Linked DNA regions of Mus musculus: region 2 is linked to region 1. The links are chromatin contacts, called in public HiChIP or PLAC-seq maps. All regions are on one chromosome and are shown on one strand. Each heading gives the region's core, a stretch centred on a gene start, on an enhancer-like site or on the middle of the called end of the contact. The rest is flanking DNA. Distances are from core to core; before and after follow the strand shown.

Evidence for each region. HiChIP or PLAC-seq counts read pairs in DNA pulled down with a chosen protein or histone mark.
Region 2: a contact with region 1 is called in an HNF4G HiChIP or PLAC-seq map of pancreatic cancer cells, with 5 times the contacts expected there. The contact joins the promoter of Frmpd1 here to the enhancer-like site in region 1. A contact is called at or near these places in 2 of 484 Hi-C or Micro-C datasets (immediate neuronal precursor and myocytes), 5 of 115 datasets of contacts at active chromatin or transcription factors (bone marrow-derived macrophages, embryonic stem cells, pancreatic cancer cells and 1 more) and 3 of 9 other capture datasets (adipose tissue, liver and pancreatic islet).

The regions. Positions count from the first base shown.
Region 1 is chr4:45,131,374-45,135,857 of GRCm38.p6, reverse strand. No RefSeq gene overlaps it. Among named protein-coding and RNA genes, the nearest start is that of Tomm5, 26 kb to the right of the region's middle. Within about 2 kb of position 2,592, at least 9 of the 459 cell types and tissues checked have an H3K27ac peak or open chromatin away from gene starts, as enhancers often do. A contact at or near this core is called in adipose tissue, pancreatic cancer cells and trophoblast stem cells, where this site is marked.
Region 2 is chr4:45,182,733-45,187,216 of GRCm38.p6, reverse strand. It overlaps Frmpd1 (FERM and PDZ domain containing 1), which reads right to left and starts at 2,311. Exons shown (of 16, transcript NM_001081172.2): 1 at 2,260-2,311.

The sequences.
Region 1 (4,484 bases), core at 1,343-3,842:
TCTCTCTCTCTCTCTCTCTCTCTCTCTCTCTCTCTGTCTCATTATGTAGCCCAGGCTGGCCTTGAACTCATGGTCCTTCTACCTCTCCAGGTGCTGTTATTATACCAAATACCACCTCACATGACAACACCCTTCCCATGGTCTCACAGATAGAATAGATACAGATGGAAAAGACGCTCCCTCTGGTGCATTTCCCGACTGACTCAGCTGCCCTCTGAAGTCCTAGAGACAGGGGTAGGACTGTGCCCTGCTAATCAAGCCCAGGCCACTGGAATAGTCCCCATGCCAAGTTTCAACACACTGAGCCCGGTCTACATAGAGTTCTAGGCCTGTCTCACAAGAGGGAGGAGGAAGAGAAGGAGGAGACAGGATAAAATAACAGATATGAGTGTTTTAATTACAAAAATACAAATGAACAGAATGGGATATGATCAGCAAAGTTTGTAAAATTCTGAGAATGTTAAGTAAGATTGTCCTAAGCCACTTGGGGCTCAGAGGGCCCCAGAATCTCCAGACGGTAGAGTGTTAGCAGTTAGCTTCAGTGAGTGATTCTGAAAGAATCAGAAATGAGATTGTCCTCTGAGAGTTAAACTAGGGCATCACCACGTAATGGATTAGAGCAAAGATCAGCTAAGTCGCCTTAAAGAAACAGTAGTCCTTAGACTGAGAAGCCAATGAAATCTGAAGGCAGGCTCATTTAGAAGGAAGCCGACTAACCACAAGAGCGTGAGGTAGTCAGACAAGCCATGCTCAGCAGATCCCATGGCAGAGCGGCTGAGTTCTGAAGTCGCTGAAGATGGAGGCTGAGGAGATTCTGAGGTATCTTCCTGTTATAGAGATGTAAGCCAGATACCTCAAAACATTTTTTCAATATTTCCCCCTTGTCTTAATCCAAATTTACCAAGCAAACTAATTATAGTTCTAATTCTCAAACTATGGCTTTAGATCCACCTACAGGACGTGAATGTATGAGCCACTGGGGGTGGGAGTCCTCCCTCAGTTGTAGTTTCTTACTGTGACTTGGCAAGCTGACCAGTGGTTAGGGGAGGAGCTTTCACGTGACCTGCCTACGGGGCCAGAATGCCTAACACAGGAGCATCTGATATCTTCAGCAATCAAATTTTCCTTTGCCTTTGGGAAGCTGTTGTCCAGGTCATGGACAGCAGGAAGCCTAGACTGCTTAGTACTGATGGATGGCATTCCTGCGTTTCCAGGGCAAAAAGCCAGCATCTGGATCCTGTGAGGCTGCTGAAGTGATAGCCACTGGGAGGCCTTTGGGAGGCCATTCCGACCGGCCTTTCCCTGGGGTCATTCGGCCCTTGCCATCACCCACACTATTTTCGGGGGGACATGACAGAAGTGAACCTTCCCTTCCCGATACAATTCAGGGATTTCCTCCATAGTGAACCAGAGCCTAGAAATCTCAGCATACCTTCCCCAACATGGTCTGCCAATAGCTCATCTGCACACTAAGTTCTGGACTTGGTTTCTTTGTTCATCCATGCCTAGAACTCCTTCCCCCTCCCTCCTCAGCCCTGCACGGCAGCCATGTTCAATTCAAGGCTTAGGGTGGGTGCCTGCTCAGCCATATCCATAATTGTTCCATTTCCAAAATCCCTCAGCTCCTGTTCAGTCGCTGTCCTAGTTTTCGGGGACCAAAAGCACCTTGAGGAGGAAAGGGTTTATTTCATCTTATAGCCCACAGTTCTTATAGCCCACAGTCCTTATAGCCCACAGTCCTTATAGCCCACAGTCCTTATAGCCCACAGTCCTTATAGCCCACAGTCTGTCAGTCACCGAGGGAAGCTGGGGCAGGTGCTCAAGGCAGGATCTTGGAGGCAGGCACTGAAGCAAAGGCCACAGAGGTGCCGTTCCCTGGCTTGCTCCCCTAGACTTGCTCAGCCTGCTATTTTGTACAACCTAGGACCACCCACCTGGGGATGGCACAAAATGGGATAGGTTCTCTTCCATCAACAAGAAATGAAGAAAATAAGGCCGGGCGTGGTGGCGCATGCCTTTAATCCCAGCACTCGGGAGGCAGAGGCAGGCGGATTTCTGAGTTCGAGGCCAGCCTGGTCTACAAAGTGAGTTCCAGGACAGCCAGGGCTATGCAGAGAAACCCTGTCTCAAAAAAAAAAAAAGAAGAAGAAGAAGAAGAAGAAGAAAATGCCCTACAGACTGGCCTATAGGCCAATGTGATGGGGACATTTTCTCAATTAAGGTCCTATCCTGTCAGATGACTCTAGCTTGTATCAAGTTGAAAAACAAAAAACAAACAAATAAAAAAACCCAACCAGCACTTGTATTTTCTATCTTGTGTTCAAGTGCTGCTGTGAAGATGTAAGTCCCTAAGAGCTTCAGAAATAAAAGCCCCTGTTCTGTTCAGAACATTCTTCTTTTATAGGGAAATCTTCCTGGAAAGTCAGATTCATTGGGCCTTTGGTTTACTCATTCAGTCATTTAACAGTTATTTCCTGAATGCCTGTAAGTACCAGGAAATGAGATCCAAAGGCAGAAAAGACAGGCAGAGCCTCTTTCTTCATGTAGCTACTGCCTAGGAGGGAAGTCAGACACCAAAGAGTCAATAAACCCCAGCTGTGACAGTGTCATGACACATAGTGTGCACAGTACTGTGAGCTGACAGAAGAGCCTTTCCCAGGACCACTGGGACAAATTCCGGGGGGAGTCAGCCCAGAGAGAAGCGGGAGCCGTGAGAGAGAGAGCATGAGAGAAAGAGCGAGAGCTGAATGCTCCCAGTGGCCTGTGTCAGTGAGCTCACTCAGTGCCTGCTGCCCTTCATCTGATAAATACCAGGAACACATTTACAGCCTCTTCCCTCCTACTGTTCTCTAGTACAGGCAGGACACCCCCCCCACACACACACTCTAACAGCTCTCAACGTAGAATACAGTTTGCTGTATTTCAGCTTTCTTAGTCATAGCCACACCCCTATTTGACAATATCATTTATTTGTTTCAAGCTAATGTCCTAACTTCATTCTCAAAGAAAACTTTAACATCATGGTTTAGGAAGTCTCACTGCTAATATTATCCGCCTCTGTTTATTTTATGTATGTGAGTCCACTGTCCCTGTCCTCAGACACACCAGAAGAGGGCATCAGATCTCATTACAGATGGTTGTGAGCCACCATGTGGTTGCTGGGATTGAACTCGGGACCTTTGGAAGAGCAGCCAGTGCTCTTAACCACTGAGCCATCTCGCCAGCCCCAAATCTTTGTCTTTTCAATTGCTGTATCCCTGGTGCTATGAGGATGCCACATAATAGATGCTTAGTGTGTATCTGTTTATGAGAGCAGCGGCACTCATTGGACGGATGCAGGATGGATAGGTGTAGGATGAATGGATGGAGGATGGATGAATGAATGAATGAATGAATGGATGGATACAGGATGGATTGGTGTAGGATGAATGAATGGATGGAGAATGGATGAATGTGGGATGGTTAGATGGATCTCATCTCAAACAGAATCACTGTAAAGCTCAGAACTTGCCTAGGTCATATTTAGGGTCCTCTATCCCTTAGGGCAATGCCTTACATGTAGTAAATAATCAATAATCAAACAGTCAGTGTTGCAGAATTTTCCCTGTCCAATTACATTAGGGCAGCAGGAGGCCTGTGATTGGACAGGAAAAAGGGAGGCAGAGCTAAGAGTTGCAGGGACAGGGAACATCAGAGAGAGAAAGAGGGAGAAAAAAGGAAGATGGCGGCAGATGTGAACCAACATGGCTTTAAAGATTTATTTATTTTATTTTACGTACATGAGCACACTGTAGCTGCACAGATGATTGTGAGCCTTCATGTGGTTGTTGGGAATTGAATTTTTAGGACCTCTGCTTACTCTGTCCCCACTTGCTCAGTCCCTGCTCACTCTGGCCCAAAGATTAATTTATTATTATAATTAAGTACACTGCAGCTGTCTTCAGACACACTAGAAGAGGGTGTCAGATCTCATTACGGGTGGTTATGAACCACCATGTCATTGCTGAGACCTGAACTCGGGACCTTTAGTAGAATAGTCATTGCTCTTACCCACTGAGCCATCTCACCAGACTCTAGTGTGGCTTTAGCCAGTCACAAGTAGTTATGATCATAAGATTGGAATAATTGGGATAAAGCTTTTATCATTATCAACTGGCTCTGAAATTATTGTATTGGCATCTTGTAAATTGAAAATTTATTGATATATAAATCTGATTGGTTAATTATAAGCTTTAAGAGTTTTGATTCTACCGGGTAAATGGGTGTTTTGGTGGCTGAATGTGGGGTAGACAGAGTCCTCTGGGAGAGAGGTCAGCCAGACACTGCAGAGGCTAGCTGGAGAGAGTCACTGGTGGCAGGAGTGTGGGAGCGAGATCTAGCCCAGCTGGGGAGTTGGCAGGTTGCGAGAAGCAGGAGTGCAGAGAGTTACCCACAGCAGAGCAGTGCGGTGATTGCTTTGCCTTCATGAATCCTTCCTGTTCTTG
Region 2 (4,484 bases), core at 1,062-3,561, 52 kb before region 1:
GGTTCCCTGAGAATGAACATGCTGTCACAGCCCTGGTAGGAAGGTTCTAAGTCAAGGCAGAAACTAAGACAAAGACACCATTTTTATATTCCACGAGTGCACAGCAACACACCGAACTCGCTGCCCATGAACACACTACAGAGGGATCCAATTCTGACCAAATGCCTATTATATACAAACACCATGATAGACGCTTCTACCTATGATCTATCTTGTGCATTGACAATTATCTTTAATTTCCTTTGATAAATGAGAAGAGTGAAACTCAGAGGACCCAAATCCCAAGCGGAGACCAAGGCACTTCTGCCTATCTTCTGCTCTCAGAGGGCTCTGCCTGCTCTGCACTTCCACTGGATTCCATGCTCCTTGCTGACCTGAACTTTACTAGCCAGTGGTCATCCAGTTCCTTTCCATGAAAATGACCTCCCTGCTGAGACCCTTGCCTTCCTTCTACCTTCCTGGGGGGCAGCTCCTCCAATTCTCCAGCTGGAATTCACAGTTTGCACAAGCCCCAAGGGATGACCAGAAGCCCCATGGTCTAAGTCTCTACTCCTCCTGAGACCCTTAGCCCACGCAGCAGAGAACCCTGTCAGTAGTTTTCCTCATCTCTTTCCATGAGAACCAAGCACTAGATGATGAAGAGAGTCACGCTTGTGTTTGAATGCCTCTGGGGGCAGGGCCAAGTGAGCCTCCAATTCCAAGTGGCACTTGGGAAAGGCAAACGCAGGTATCACAACCCCACCCTGTCACAAAACTCCCTCTCCCCAGACTTCTGACTTCCGAAAGCCTGAAACCGAAAACCAGCATGTCTAGGAAGGAAATCAAACAAAACTGCTTCCACGAGATGTTTCTCACTGGGGCGCACTAATTGCAGCACAAGATACTGGGCAGTGGGACAAATCTCACCTTCTATCACACACGCTCAGGTATCTCGTTCTCAACTTCGCTCCGGCTACACCAGAATTCACCTATCCCGGAAGTCAAGACACGTCTTTTCTGAACTGTGGGCCTCTGCAGCCCCATGGACATGGACACGCAACACCCACCGGAGGACTCCTGATTTAGAGCGAGTCTCCATAACCAGAACTGTAAAACATCTCAGCCTCCCCTTAGACTGGAATTAAGCATCCACTAGCCTCCTTCAGGGCCCTACAACAGGGCATTATCTTCCCCCCTCAATTTTGAGAGGTTTTGGCAAAAAAATAATAAATAAATAAATAACCACCTCACAAACAGAAACATTTCCTGATCTATAAGCCACTTTGAAAACAAATCATTATGTCGTTGAATATTTTATGACGGCCAATGCACCGGAGTAAGCAAGGCGCGCTCTCACCAACCCTTGCCATGTCTATTTTGAGACTCCTAGAGCAAACCCCAAATGCTTCCTTTATTTTTTCCAAACACCAATTTGTAAGTGCTGGATAGATTCTTGATGGATTAATGGCTCCACCCAAACTGACCCTGCAAACCAGAGCTCAGAGACTCCCCTTCTGTAGAGTTTTATAGTAACTGACCTCAAAGAACATCTCACTACTTTCACCCTACCTTAGAGGCACCAAAACCAGCCTCAAAATGTGGACTTGCCCAAGGTCACACAGCCAGGATGGCTCTGGGACACCTAGCCCTTGCAGCTACTCCATTTCCAGAGGCCATTGCCACACCCATCCTTAAGCTCAGTCAAGGCTGCTGCGGGTTAGGGACGCGACCTGTCCCTCCCCACCAATACAGACTTCTGTAGGTCTTCAACATTCCTCTCCACTCCCCATGAGCTCTGGAGCTGACACACTCTCGGGCACCCCCCCCCCCACTCAAAACAGAGCAATACAAGCGTGACGCTTCAGCCGATCGTCCGGGCGAACAGCTCAACCCACTCTGGTGCAGGTATGGCAGTGGAGACCGGACAGGCAGGGCTCATCTGAGGTCACTCAGAAAGTTGGCGCTGGCTGCGGCCGCACCTGAACCCAGGGCTGCCTCGCGGCTGGTCGCTCCTCCCACAACTACACCGTGCAGACCTCGGAAACTTAAGGCACACGGATCCCATGCACAGAGTTAACCGTTGCAGGTCCCAAGCAAGCTGGCGGCCACGCCACGGACGCCGGGAGAGGGGACACGAGGAGTGGAGCGGGTCACCCGGGAGCGCAGCGTGGAGGGCGGCGCGGAAGAAGCCAAGGAGCAGCTCCCAGAGACGCAGGCCTGGGCTGTGGGGATCCAGGTATCCCCAAAACTTTGCGGCGGCGCGGGGGGCCTCGCCCTTACCTGAGGAGGAGGCGCCGCCCGCGTGCACGCGGAGCCGGCGGGAGCAGTAGCTGGGGCGCCCCGCCCAGCGGCGGCCACGGTAGCCGGCCGGGCTCGGGCAGCGGCTCGGCTTGGGCTCCGGCTCGGCTCCGGCTCCGCCTCCCGCGCCGCGGCTGCAGCCCGAGGGGGGAGAGGCCGGGCCCGGCTGCGCCCGCGCCGTCTGGCGGCGGCAGGTGCTGAGGCTGCAGCTGCGGGGCCACCAGCTGCCGGCGCCGCGACCCCCGCCCCGGGGGAGGAGCCCCACGCACCGCCCACGCGGGCTCCTGAGGTCCTGGGCCGTCGCAGTGGGCGGTCCTGCTCCCACCCAGGCCCTGCCTCGGCTGGCCTTCCCCAACTCACCCGCCGGGGGATACGCAGCGTCCCCACGGGAACACTGAGGCTGGGAGGGGAAAGGGACACCCCAAGGTCACCCAGGCCAGCAGCCTAAGCTGGAACTCGGAATGACCCCCCTTCTAAGCTCTGGCTTCCCAGCTTTCTTACCCCGCGGTAGGAGACCCTGGGGAACACAGAGGATCTTTATACTTCCCTTGTCTCCCAGTCCTTGCCTCCCCAGTCTCTCCTGCTGAGGGCAGTGGAAGAGAGTGGGCTCACTTTAGGCACTGTTGACCACTACCCCGTCTCTGCCCTGAGAAGTCATAGTCCCCCAATCCTTCTGTTCTGGGGGAGGGGGCTCGGAAGATCTAGAAGCCTTAAACTACTGAGATACCCTGGGGCTCTGCACCCATGCCCCTTCTGATCCCCGCCCCCACCCCCCAAGCCGAGTAACCCAGTTCCCATGTTACAATTCTACCACCTCTTTCCCCATGCAAGTCTCTTAAGATGGAATAGCTACACCCCCAGGCTTACGCTGTGCTAGACACTGGAGAAGTGGCCTCCAGAAAAACCTGGTACTGTTTCCTAGTACAGTCTAGCCGATTGAATAAAGTGCTGATCCGGTGCCCGTAGCACCATCCCGCCTACTGAAGGGGGTGCCTCTGAACAACAACTGGAGTTGGCCAACTAGAGTGTGGGAAAGCATTCCAGAGGACCAGAACAAAGCTCTCAGGATATCGCAGCTTTCACTGAAACAGGAGCAGAAAGGGAGCAGAATTGAAGAGTTAGAGGAGGCAGTTCCTGGTCAGTATTCCGTGCTATCCTTAGCTATCATGGGAGGAGGAGTTTTAAGGATAGAAGGTGGCAATCTTGTTGCCACCAGATTATCAAATTAGACCACTCTGGGAATCAAATGAGCACAGACAAGATCCTTAATCCAGTGACAAGTGGGCAAAGCAACAGGTCAGCCCTTGGCCTGATGAAGACAGAAACTCCAGCACCCACCAGGTCCCTAGCCTCCAGTAGTAGGACCCAGGGTTAGCACCACTGGGGGAAGTGGGAAGAAACGGAAGATACAGAAGCATGGTGGGTATAAAGTCAGCTTTAAGAAAATTAAATATATTTCGCAATAGCTTATGAACTGACGATTTACAGTAAACTGAAAGACTGTACCGTGGATGGAGATTATGTGCACAATCCAGATTAAACACCAATGGGGCACTTGTCACACAGGAAAATAAGAACCCAGCCCTGTTGTCAGCAAGAACAAAAATTTCCCATCAGGTCAGATCCTGTCCCTCACAGTTTCCTAGCTGCCTGGGTCGATAATGTTTCACACAGGGCCGTCATTGGCTTCAGAGGCTCTGCTCTGCGTGGGATGCCCCCCTGCACGCTCATCCCTGACAGCCTGCTGCACTGTTTCTCCCTACATCTGCCGTTCTGGTGGGTCCCACAGTGCCAGGCACTCTTTGCCTTAAGGCTGTTTTCCTCCTTTCACCCTTGTGGAACAATTCTTTTCCTTAATTTTATTAGAATGTATTCAGTGTGCCAGGCTTCATAGATGCCATCAAGGACATCATCGTACCCTCTGACCATATTCACTAGCCATCACTATCCCGATCTCCTTCCAGGTCTGTTCTTTTTCTCTTCATCTTGAATTCTCAAGTGTACAGGGTTTCTCTGTATAGCTCTGTCTGTCCTGGAACTCACTTTGGAGACCAGGTTGGCCTCGAACTCAGAAATCCGCCTGCCTCTGCCTCCCGAGTGCTGGGATTAAAGGCATGTGCCACCATGCCCGGCTAAGTGTACACTTTTTACACACAAGTATGGAATCTACCTTTTACATAAGAGAAGGCATTATTTGTCTTTCTGCG